Linked DNA regions of Sus scrofa: region 2 is linked to region 1. Evidence: chromatin contacts called from public Hi-C data. All regions are on one chromosome and are shown on one strand. Each heading gives the region's core, a stretch centred on a gene start, on an enhancer-like site or on the middle of the called end of the contact. The rest is flanking DNA. Distances are from core to core; before and after follow the strand shown. Region 1 holds the start of PRIM2 (primase (DNA) subunit 2). Region 2 holds the start of RAB23 (ras-related protein Rab-23).

Evidence for each region. A called contact is a pair of places that touch in the nucleus more often than the background predicts.
Region 2: a Hi-C map of embryonic fibroblasts shows a contact between it and region 1, with 3 times the contacts expected there. The contact joins the promoter of RAB23 here to the promoter of PRIM2 in region 1. A contact is called at or near these places in 2 of 5 promoter capture datasets (liver and skeletal muscle), 10 of 47 Hi-C or Micro-C datasets (embryonic fibroblasts, fetal heart ventricle, fibroblasts and 5 more) and 1 of 2 datasets of contacts at active chromatin or transcription factors (skeletal muscle).

Annotation. Positions count from the first base shown.
Region 1 is chr7:28,546,218-28,552,065 of Sscrofa11.1, reverse strand. It overlaps PRIM2 (primase (DNA) subunit 2), which reads left to right and starts at 2,345. Exons shown (of 14, transcript NM_001244164.1): 1 at 2,345-2,416; 2 at 3,253-3,414; 3 at 5,486-5,589. The coding sequence starts at 3,261.
Region 2 is chr7:28,629,236-28,635,083 of Sscrofa11.1, reverse strand. It overlaps RAB23 (ras-related protein Rab-23), which reads right to left and starts at 3,019. Exons shown (of 7, transcript XM_001929636.4): 1 at 2,760-3,019.

The DNA of each region.
Region 1 (5,848 bases), core at 1,096-3,595:
TTCCCCAGGTCATTTCTTCAAAAACATGTATACTTTGAAAGCCTGTGTAATGTCTCATGATGTGAATATGCCCAGTGAAGTTATTTGGTCAAGGTCCTTTCAGGGCTCATAATAAATATAATTATAGCATACTCCAGAATTATGGCACCACAGTCAATTCCCATGTGAGTTCATCATACTGTGCTCTGCCCAATACTGAGTATTTTCATTGTAAAATCGGCCAGTTTTTAAATTAGGTTAATTCTTTTGGCTGTACCTGTGGCATATGGATGTTCCTGGGCCAGCTATTGAACTGGCGTCACAGCAGTGACCCAAGCCACTGCAGTGACAATGCTGGGTCCTTAACCTGCTGCTCCACAAGAGAACTCCTGTAAAATCTGCCAATTTTGTAGTAGAAATTTTCTTTCATGCCAATAATAAACATTTTTTTCACATTTTATCATTAGTTATTTTGCCTATGGGTTATTTATTGCTATTCTTTTTCCATTTGTGTCTTATGATTTTTCCCAGTTAATTTACATAAGTTTTTTACATGGTATTAGCCTTTTTCTTTTTTTTGTTTTTTTTTGGTCTTCTGTCTTTTTAGGGCCGCACCTGAAGCATATGGAGTTTTCTAGGCTAGGGGTTGAATGGGAGCTGCAGCTGCTGGCCTACGCCATAGCCACAGCAACACAGGATTCAAGCCACATCTGCAACCTACACCACAGCTCTGGGCAACACCAGATCCTTAACCCACTGAGCAAGGCCAGAGATTGAACCCGAACACTAATGGATACTAGTTGGGTTTGTAGTCCCCTGAACCACTACAGGAATTCCCCCAAATTTTATGTTTTTATAGTCAGATCTTTAGATACTTTTAAAAAAAAATTTAAAAAAAATTTTTATGGTTGCACCTGAAGCACATGTAAGTTCCCAGGCTGGTGGTCAAACTGGAACTGCAGCTTCAGATTGTGCCAAGCCACGGAAACACCAGATCCGAGGGGCATCTGTGACCTACATCACGAGTTGTGGCAATGACAGATCCTTAACCCACTGAGAGAGGCCAGGGATCCAACCCACATCCTCACGGAGACTATGTTGAATCCTAACCCACTGAGCCACAATGGGATATTTAAATTCCTTCTCTATCCAGAGATCAGAATAACATTCATATAAATGTTTTTACGGTCTGTGATCAAGGTTTTTTTCAGGCAGTCCTTATGCTTTCAGGTGTCTTCATCAGACCAGGTGGTATTATTTATGTGTCTGATGCAAGAAGGAATTAAGGTGAGGAATGGTATGTTAGTGGAATTGGCACAGCCTGGTGGTTAGCACTGTGGTGCTTGCAGTGTCTCCCAGACTTTGAATCTAGCTCTCCCACTTACTATGTGATCTTTATGTCACTTAGCGTCTCTGTTCTAGGTTTCCTTATCTTTCAAATGGGTTAATAATAGAACCAACTTCAGATGGTTATTGGAATAAAATGAATTGATCTGTTAAGTTCCTTAGAGCAAGTCCTGGTGGAGGCTGGATAGGTGCTCTGAAGCTTGACATTGTTTCAGTACAGTTGGCATTTCTAAAATTTTAAACATTTCAGAGCGCTCCTCACCTCCCATCTTTACTAGAGCCTGCCACTGCTACTTTGGTAAGCGAGACACGCCCGCCCCCTGGAGGCCTCAAGTGAAGTTTATTTCCCGCTCTGGAAAAGTGTCTAGAGCACATCGCGGAGCTGGTGTGGCTCCCAGCTTGCAGCCGCAGATCCACTTTCTCCTCAGGGTTTTGCACCTGCTCGCCTCTGCGCCTCATTTGTAGACCCGGAGCAACTTCCGTATGCACGCATGCACTCATTCATTCCAGCTCACTTCAGATCCAGCTCACTCCAGACACTCTGCGGGGCGCTCGCCGTGCACGAGTCGTTGGTGGGGAGTGCACTGGGCATAGAACCCGACCGCGTGGGGGCTGCCGTCCATGAGAAAAAAGATTAGGTGTTGTACGGAGATGGGCAAGTTCCTGCTTTCGCGTCTGTACAACCGGGGCCACACGACCCTCCTTACAGGGTTCCTGGAAGATTGACCAGAGTCCCTAAGCAGGGGGCGGGTGCAGGAGGACCGCGCCGCCGGGTGGATGCGCGCTCGGCCCCGCCCTCAGCGCTCGCCCGCTCCAGGTCGGGCCGCTTCCCAGCTTCTCCTCTCTAGAGCTAGCGGTTCCACGCACGGGGAGCACAGCCCAAGACACGTGAAACGTTTTTAACCTGCTGCAACGATCCCGTCTACACCCAGCACCGCACAGAGCATGCGCAGGCCCGCGCATGGGCGGGACCTCGGAGGGAGGGCCTGGGGCCCAGCAACTTCCGCTTCCGGCCCCATATGAACTCTCCCGCCACTCGGGAAAAGCGGTTGTTTGGGTTTGTTCGGCTTCACGTTTGCTGTGGTTGCAGGTTAGAGGCACCACCGCGGGTTTAGGGCGGGCAGCAATCCTGGTGTGGAGGCTTGCTAGTCTGGAAAAGGGACGAGAGCTTTGGGGCGACGGGCGCCGAGGGCGGGTATAGGGTATGGGTCGCTCATCAGTGTCCCCGGGGCTGATTGACCGCCCGGGGATGGGGGGAAGGGGAGGGGGCGGGGTCTTCGCTGGGTTCCTGGGGATGCTGCTGAGGGGGGGGGACTGCTGAAGATGCTCTGAGGGGGGCTGCTGAGGGGCGCTGATTGGGGGTGCAGCTGAGGATGCTGTTGAAGATACTGCTGAGGGGGGCTGATAGGAGGGCTACTGAGGATGCTTCTGAGGGGGGCTGCTGAGGAGGGTTCCGACACCCGTAACTCCAAAGATCGCTGTCTGTCTGCCAGGGTCCTAAGGTGGGAAGCGGATAGCTGGACCCGGTCCACTGAGGCTCGGTAGCCAGAATCAACCCTGGTTTCCTCCAATTCAGGACTGCAACTCCCATGAATTCTTGGGACGGCAAAGACCTAAGGGTGGTGGCACACAGTCCTCTAAGTGACCAGGCAGCGTCATCTGACATTGATGTTGCTGGAAGTCAGGACCACTGCCTGTGTCTCCTCAGCTCACACCGCTTTCCCACCGGCTTTACACAGGTGTTACAGATGTGTTGTGGAAAGGGTGGAACACACAGAAGACGTGACTCAGGGATGCTACTGTTAACACTTTGCGCATGCTTCAACTCAGCTATCTTCCCCTCTGTGCATGTGGAGTTATTTTTGCATTTTTGTTTCTAACTCCACTTTCAATCATTTTAACTTTTTTTTTTTGCTTTCTTCCAAGGTACCAAGATGGAGTTTTTTGGAGGAAAGCGGAGGAAACTGAGGTTGGCAGATGACCAAAGGAATGCTTGCTATCCACATAGCCTTCAGTTTTATTTGCAACCACCTTCTGAAAACATATCTTTGACAGAGTTTGAAAACTTGGCTTTTGAGAGACTTAAGTGTGAGTGATTTGAGTTTGAATTTATATATTCTTTTTAAAAAATTTTTATTTTATGACTGCACCTGTGGCATATTGAAGTTCCCAGGCCAGAGATTGAATCTGAGTTGCAGGTGTGACCTACACTACAGCTGTGGCAATGCTGAATTCTTTAACTCGCTGTACCAGGCTGGGGGTTGAACCTACACCTCTGCAGAGACCTGAGCCACTACAGTCACGTTCTTAACCCACTGTACCACAGTGGGAACTCTGGATTTATATATTCTTGAGAACCTCATGCTTTGTGGGACTGAATTAGAATAATTTCATTTCCATTCGACACATTTATTGAGGATTTTCTATTGAGATTTTACTGTTCATTCTTTATTCACTGTACTGTGTGTATTTATTGAGTGCCACTATATTTTAGGTGACAGGGATTTTGAGCTGAATAATATAATTCTCACCTTTGTTGAAGCTGTATTCTAGTTCATGAAGATGGACATCCATAATAATAATTATAGTTTAGTATTTTAAGTGCTCTAGTAGAGGGAAATAATAGTGCCATTGAAACATAGAAGTGGGAATGATTAGTGCAGTCTGACTAAGACTTCTTACTAGAAGTTGAAATGTGATCTGGACCTTGAAGGATGAGCAGAAATTTCTCAGCAGAGAAGTGAAGGGCTTTTCCAAGCTGAGATAATAGCCTGTATGAAGGCTTGGAGGCATGAGAGAGAATGTCACATGTGAGGGAACAGTGACAAGTTTAGGGTGCATGGTAAAGTAGGATAACCAAGGGCATTTTGTGCCGAGCTAATGGCATAATGTTGGAGTGTAAGAAGTATGTAGCAATTGTACAGAGGGCTTAATTATTTTCCGTGTGTTGAAGAAAGAAAGAAGTTAGGTGTGCTGATACAGAGGGGGGCCATGGCAGGGGGTGGTTGCGGATCTCAGTACCTGTTTGTTGAAAGAAAGTGAAGGCTGAAGGTGAGGGATAGTAGGTTTGGGGAAGCTCAGCAGTGTCAGGTGAAGGTGAGGGAGAGTGGGTTTGGGGAAGCTCAGCAGTGTCAGGTGAAGGCGAGGGAGAGCGGGTTTGGGAAGCTCAGCAGTGTCAGATGCTTCATAGAGGTTAGATGATTGAAGAGCATCCTTTGGGCTTGGCATTTGAGAAATGAGATGGTAAGGCAGTGACAGTGGCAGTGATAAGAAGGTAGAGATTTAAGGGATGCCATGGCAGTATGATTGACAGAATTTGGTGACTGCTGGGGATGGGGGAGTCGTGGGGTTGACTGAAATTCCTGCCCCGATGGTCGGGTAGAGGCGGCTTGGGTTGCAGGAAGAGGAGTGGGCTACCATAAGACTGTGCTACCTGTGAGACGTGGATTTATGTTTATGATTCATTTTAGAAGTTTTTTGATCTCGAATTAAATATTCTCTTTTTGAAGGAGTTCTTCCGGGGCTCAGAGGGTTAAGGTCTTGGTGTTGTCCCTGCTATGGTGTGGGTTTGATTGGATCTTCCACATGCCCTAGGTGTGGCCAAAAAAAAAAAAAGCCTCTTTTCATACTGATGGAAGAATTCTCCTGAGGAAGGGTTGATAGGGGCTTCAGGAGCCTGAACAGTAGGTAGCATCAAGTCAGAATGATTCATTTGGGTGATGGGAGGGCCCTGCTTCTTCTCCGTTGTGTCTCCTCCTCTGCTTCTTCAGGAAGGGAGGACCATGTTTTTCTGAGTCTGCTGAGTTGGTGAAGCGGACTCCCTCACAGACTCCCCACACTGGGGGTGCATACGCCGACAGGCTTCTGCCTCCCTCAGCAGTGGCGCTCTGAGCAGCTGCCGCCGTCCCCCATGGTTGAGAATCCCTGGTGTGAGATTATGCTGTGTGATGTGGGTATTCTCTGCACATGGTTGGAGATTATCCTCTTATGTATAATTTATATCATGTACTTACAGAAAATAAAGCTTAAATACTGTCATCTTTTATAAACAAGTAATTGTGGAATTGCTATTCATAAATTTTGTCTTGGATTTAGTTTTTTAAAATTTACTTTGCATTTATACTTTTTTTCCTTTTCTTCTGTTTTAAAATTTTTTTAGTGCTAAAATCAGTTGAGAATCTTGGTGTGAGCTATGTGAAAGGAACCGAGCAGTACCAGAGCAAGCTGGAGGCTGAGCTTCGGAAGCTCAAGTTTTCCTACAGAGTAAGTAAAGGAGAGAAAAAATGGGATTTCCCATTGTGGTTCAGTGGGTTATGAACCAAACTAGTAACCATGAGGATGCCAGTACAATCCCTGGCCTCGATTAGTGGGTTAAGGATGTGGCATTGCTGTGAGTTGTGGTATAGGCTGGCAGCTGCAGCCCTGATTCAACCTCTAGACTAGGGACTTCCGTATGGTGCAGATATGGTCCTAAAAAGACAGAGAGAGAGAAAGGAAATGGTCCTTTGGTTTGTGTTTATCT
Region 2 (5,848 bases), core at 1,770-4,269, 82 kb before region 1:
TAAAAGAGGGGAGTTCCCATCGTGGTGCAGTGGAAACAAATCCGACTAGGAACTACAAGGTTGCAGGTTTGATCCCTGGCCTCAATCAGTGGGTTAAGGATCCAGCGTTGAGGTGAGCTGTGGTGTAGGTTGCAGAGGGGGCTGGGATCTGGCGTTGCTGTGGCTCTGGCATAGGCCGGCAGCAACAGCTCCTATTAGACCCCTAGCCTGGGAACCTCCATATGCCGTAGGTGCGGCCCTAAAAAAGGACAAAAAGATACACACACACACAAATTAAAAGACAGGAGTTTCCACTGTGGTGAAGTGGGTTAAGAATATGACTGAAGTGGCTCAGGTCATTGAAGAGGTACAGGTGCGATTCCCAGCCCAGTGCAGTGGGTTAAGGATCTGGTGTTGCCACAGCTGTGGTGCAGGTCACGCTGCAGCTCAGATTCAGTCACTGGCCTGGGAACATCCATTTGCCAGAGGTGCAACCATTAAAAAAGAAAGAAAGAAAAGCTTTTCTTTGCAAAACATATCTAACGACTTGTATTCAGAACAAATAAAGAACCTTCAAAACTCAAATTAAGAAAGTAACTACCAGAGTTCTGGTCATGGCCCAGTGGTAATGAACCCGACTAATATCCATGAGTATGCAGGTTCCATCCCTGGCCTTGATCAGTGGATTAAGGATCCAGCATTGCCGTGAGCTATGGTGTAAGACGATAGCTGTAGCTCTGATTTGAACTGGGAACTTCCACATGCTGCGGGTACGGCCCTAAAAAAAAAAAAAAAAAAAAAAGTTAACTACCTAGGAGTTCCCATCAGGGCACAGTGGAAATGAATCCAACTAGGAACCATGAGGTTTCAGGTTCGATCCCTGGCCTTGCTCAGTGGCTTAAGGATCCCACTTTGCTGTGAGCTGTGGTGTAGGTCACAGACGTGGCTCAGATCCCGTGTTGCTGTGGCATAGGCTGGCAGCTGTAGCTCCGATTGGACCCCCAGCCTGAGAACTTCCATATGCCGTGGGTGCAGCCCTAAAAAAGAAAAAAAAAAAAGAAAAAAAAAAGTTAACTACCCAAATTAAAAATAGGCAAACCTCAAAGAAATACCAAAAAAAAAAAAAAGGAAAAAGAAAAAAGGACACACACACACCAAAGAGGCACAACTCTTGCCCAGATATTCACCCAAGATTATGTGTGCTAAATAAGCACATGAAAAGATATTCAACATCTTTAGCCATTAAGACCACTACCTGCCTATTAGAATGGTTAGATTAAACAACAGGACAATACCAAGTGCTAGAGAGGATAAGGAGCAACTGGAACTCTCACATGTTGCTGGTGAGAATGCGAAATGATACCACAGCTCTGGAAATCAGTGTGACAGTTTCATATAACTGCACTCTCAATCTTAGCAATATCCTAGAGAAATGAAAACCTAGGTTCATATAAAAACCTGTACACAAATGCTTATAGCAACATGGTCCTAATCCCCCAAAACTGGAGACAATCCAAATGTCCTTCAGTGTGGTGGACGTATAAACAAATTGCAGCACATCCACCTAAGGGAACACCACTTAGCAACAAAAAAAGAACAGACTGTTGATTACATCCAATGACTTGGAGGAATCTCAAAGGCATTACGCTGAGAGAAAGGTTGTATGTTGTGTAATTTCATTTATATTACATTCCAGAAAAGATCAGTAATTACCAGGGGGTGGGGTAAGGGGAAGGATACAGAAGGATAGCATGGTGTTTTAGAGATGATAGAACTGTTCTATATTGACTGTTATGGTGGTTACATGAACCTAAAATTCACTGAACTGCACCCCCCCACAGTCAATTTTACTATATGATAATTTTGTAATTAATACAATTTAAAGAAAAATAAATGCAATCAGATTTTAACATTATACCAGGAAAATTAAGTTCTTAGAAACTAAAAACTCTTTACGTAAATGTTCTTTTCCGAAATTTAATTTTAAAGAGTTTTGCCACCCGACAGCAGTCCAGTACATTAGAAAAGTAAAGGATGAGTTAGCTCACTGATCAAAAGGGTGGTTTTTCCATCACAGCTCGTACTTCGATACAGGAATGATTATATTGATAAATAAAAACCGAAAAACTTCTCAGTTTCAAAGAAGTTACCTAGAAGATGTCAGGAGTTATATAAAACCTGTAGTAGTAAAAAGCCCTCTTCAGTTAGTCATGTCACTCGCCTAGACCGTGACCATGAAGTTATCACTCCCACATCCTCAGGTCCCGTGCCTGGGAGCTGCTGGGGGCTCTGGGATCCCGGTAAAGTGACTCTACCGCAGCCAGTGTCAAGGAGACCGTGCTGTCGGGCTCTTTGAGATTCCAGCAGAATCTGAGCAAAACCCCAGGCAGGGTGGGGCCGGGCAGGGAGGGACGCCCGCCGCCCAAGAGGGGTCTGGGAGCCAGGGTGGGGCATAAGCCTTTTCCCCGCCAACCCGACCCAGCACCTAACGCCCCTTCCCCAACGCCCCTCCGCCCCTTCCCGCCCAGGGACGGGGCGCGGGGAAGGGGCACCGGGTCGGCTGCCGCCTACTGCCCACCGCCGGGCCCCGGGCCCCGGGCCCCACGCTCCAGGCGGGCGCCGGGCAGCCGGGCCGGGGGATGGGCGCCCGGCCTGGAGGACCCCTCCCGAGCCCCGGGCGGGCGCATCCCGGGCCGCGGGGACAGGCGGGTCCTCCGCAGCGAACCCCGAGCGAGGGCGATGAGTGCGGCCCGCCGCCCCGGGTGCGAGCCGCTACTCACCGTCCCCGCCGCCCGCGCCAGGCGCGACAGCTCCTCCTGGTCGCGGCGCAACCGCTGCCGCCGCCGCCCGGCTCCCCAGCGGGCCCCCGGCGGGCTCGCGCCCTCTTTCACTCTTTTGAGAAGGACTGTGATTTTCTCAACCAACTTTATTGCAGCGCGGCTCCGAAAGAGCGGCTCGGCAGCAGCCCCGCCGGGAGGGTCGCGCGCGGGAGACCGCGCTCCCCGCACCCGCGGCCGCGCGCCGCTCGGAGCATGCGCGGGACTCTCTGTGCGCAAGCGCCGCGCCGGCAGGCCCGCCCCGCCCCGGCTCTGCGGGGACCGAGGGGGCGCCGAGTGCCTGGGGAGGCACCTGGGACCTTGCGGCCGCCCGGCGGGCGCGGGGGCTAGCGGCCGAGGAGGGCCTTGTAAGTTCGGGCTTCAGAATGCGTAGAGGATGCGCCCGCCTTGGACGTACACCTTATGTCCGGACATCCAAGTGGCAGAATGAGCAAAACTGTGGTGCAGAGTCGAAAATGCACGCTGTCCGCACGCTGGGGCCGGACGAAGTGGAAGTCTGAGCTGGTTAATAATTCAGAGACCCAAACCAAAACCTGGAAGTTCGCCCCCAAAGCAACCCAAACTTCGCTTCAGTTGCTTTAATATTATAGACTAGAAGGGAGGGGGCGGGATACCAGGTGTTGCTGACGATGTGGTGTTGCCATAGCCACTGTGGAAAACAGTGTGCAGCTCCTAAAAAAAAAATTAAAAATAGGATTTATCATATGATCAAGCAGTTCCATTTCTAGGTACATATTCAAAGGAATTGAAAGCACACACTGGAGCAGATATTTCTATAACCACGGCCATAGCAACATTATTTGCAATGGACAGAAAGTGGGAGCCACCTAGGTATCTTTCAACAGATGAATGAATGAACAAAATGCGGTCCATCCACACCGTGGAATATTATTCAGTCTTAAAAAGGAAGGAAATTCTGACACATGCTACACCATGGATGAACCTTGAAGACATTCCGAGTAAAAGAAACAGGTCACAAAAGAGCAGGTACTGTATGATTCCATTTATATGAGATACTTAAAAGTAGTCAAATTCATAGGGACACAAAGTAAAATGATAATTGCCAGAGGCAGAGGGGAGGTGAGAATGAGGCATTAGAGTTTAATGGGTACAGTTTCCGATTTGCAAAGCAAAAAAAGTTCTGAGAAGTAATGATGTTTGTGCAATAATATGAATGTACTTATTGGCCCTGAACGGTACACTTAAAAATGGTCAAAATAGAAAATTTTATGTTAAGTATATTTTACCACAATTCTTATTAAAGGAGAAAAAAGAAGATCCTAGTGGGTCTCAGAGAATTAATCTGAGGATTCAAATTTGAGAGAAAAACATTTCAGGGGGCCTTTTTAGGGCCACACCAGTGGCATATGGAATTTCCCAGGCTAGGGGTCAAATCAGAGCTATAGCTGCCAGCCTACACCACAGCCACATCAATGTGGGATCCTTAACCCAGTGTCCTCACGGATACTGGTCCAGTTCGTAACCAGCTGAGCCGTAATGGGAACTCCGGGAGAAAAACTTCTTGAAGGAGATCCTCCTCCCAATCATTCTTTTTCTCCTGCACCCCCCACCTGACTTTCCACTTCCATGGGGTGATTGGACGGTCTCCGTGCAATTAAGTCCACCTTTTATTTAACTCAAAACTGTACCCAAGGATGCAACAGAGATTCTTTTGCTCCCTTCGGTGAGGTGATGAAAGCCTATGGGAAAAAAACTGGCCTTCTAAATCCTGCAGTCTTGCTGTACCTGAAATGGCGATAGGGTTCAGCTAAAGGGCTCTGAAAGAAACTTTACCTGCTGTGACCAGAAATGAGTGGCACAAAATAATTTTAGGGAAAACATTCCGAAAAAGTTGTAGTTTTAAGTCATTTAATGATTGTTCAAATCTAGTGCCTTTCACTGACCCAGCAGAAAAAATGTCCATTGTCCTTTGGGAGTTGTTTCACTGTGTTTGACTCTAATGGGTTAAATCCTTTTCAGAGATCACAACTTGTGTCCCTGAAATGAGTGAATGAAAAACATTTAAAGGAAAATTAGAGCATATTCTTAAGGAAGGAATTCTTGAAAATTTTACCACTAAGACACATGCACCTGTATTCATGGGCATGATGAAATCCTCGTGGAAACCACCGTATTGGCCTAAACAGGAGTAAAATTAATAGTCTACAAAATCAAACTTACAATGCTGGAAAACAAAAATTCTTCATACTTTCTAGTCGGACAGATATCAGAGGGCTGTTCTAGTTCTTAAAAGTGTTTCACTCTGGATCTTAGTGTCCTCATCTGTGACATGGAATAATCTACAGGGTTTATTTAATCATCATTCAAAAAAATATTTTGGGAGCTCCCGTTGTGTCTCAGTGGTTAACGAATCCAACTAGGAACCATGAAGTTGTGGGTTCAATCCCTGGCCTTGCTCAGTGGGTTAACGATCTGGCGTTGCCGTGAGCTGTGGTGTAGGTTGCAGACGCGGCTCGGATCCCGCGTTGCTGTGGCTCTGGCATAGGCCGGTGGCTACAGCTCTGATTCGACCCCTAGCCTGGGAACCTCCATATGCCGCAGGAGTGGCCCAAGAAATGGCAAAAATATAAAAAAAATATTTTGCCTAGTACCCTGCTGGAGATTGGGTATTCAGTGATGGACAAAAGAGACACCATTTGTGCCCTCTTAGAGCTTGTAGTCTGGTAACAGAGACCAATGTTATATATATATATATACTTGTAATTATATGACTAAAAATAACCAGTGTAATGGAAGTATATAGAAATTTAAATTGGAGCCAGAGTGGCCTTTCTGACAAAGTAGCATTTAATCTGTTATCTGAAGGAGGAATGAGTCAGCTGGGTCAAGTATGGGCAGAAAAAGATTTTAAGAAGAGGGATCAACCCAGGAGTTCCCTGACAGTCTGGGGTTAGGATTTTCATGCTCTTACCACTGTGGCCTAGGTTCAATCCCTGGTCTGGGAACTGAGATCCCACATCAAGCCACTGTACCATGGCCAAAAAATAAGTAAATAGAGAGCCAGGGATCAA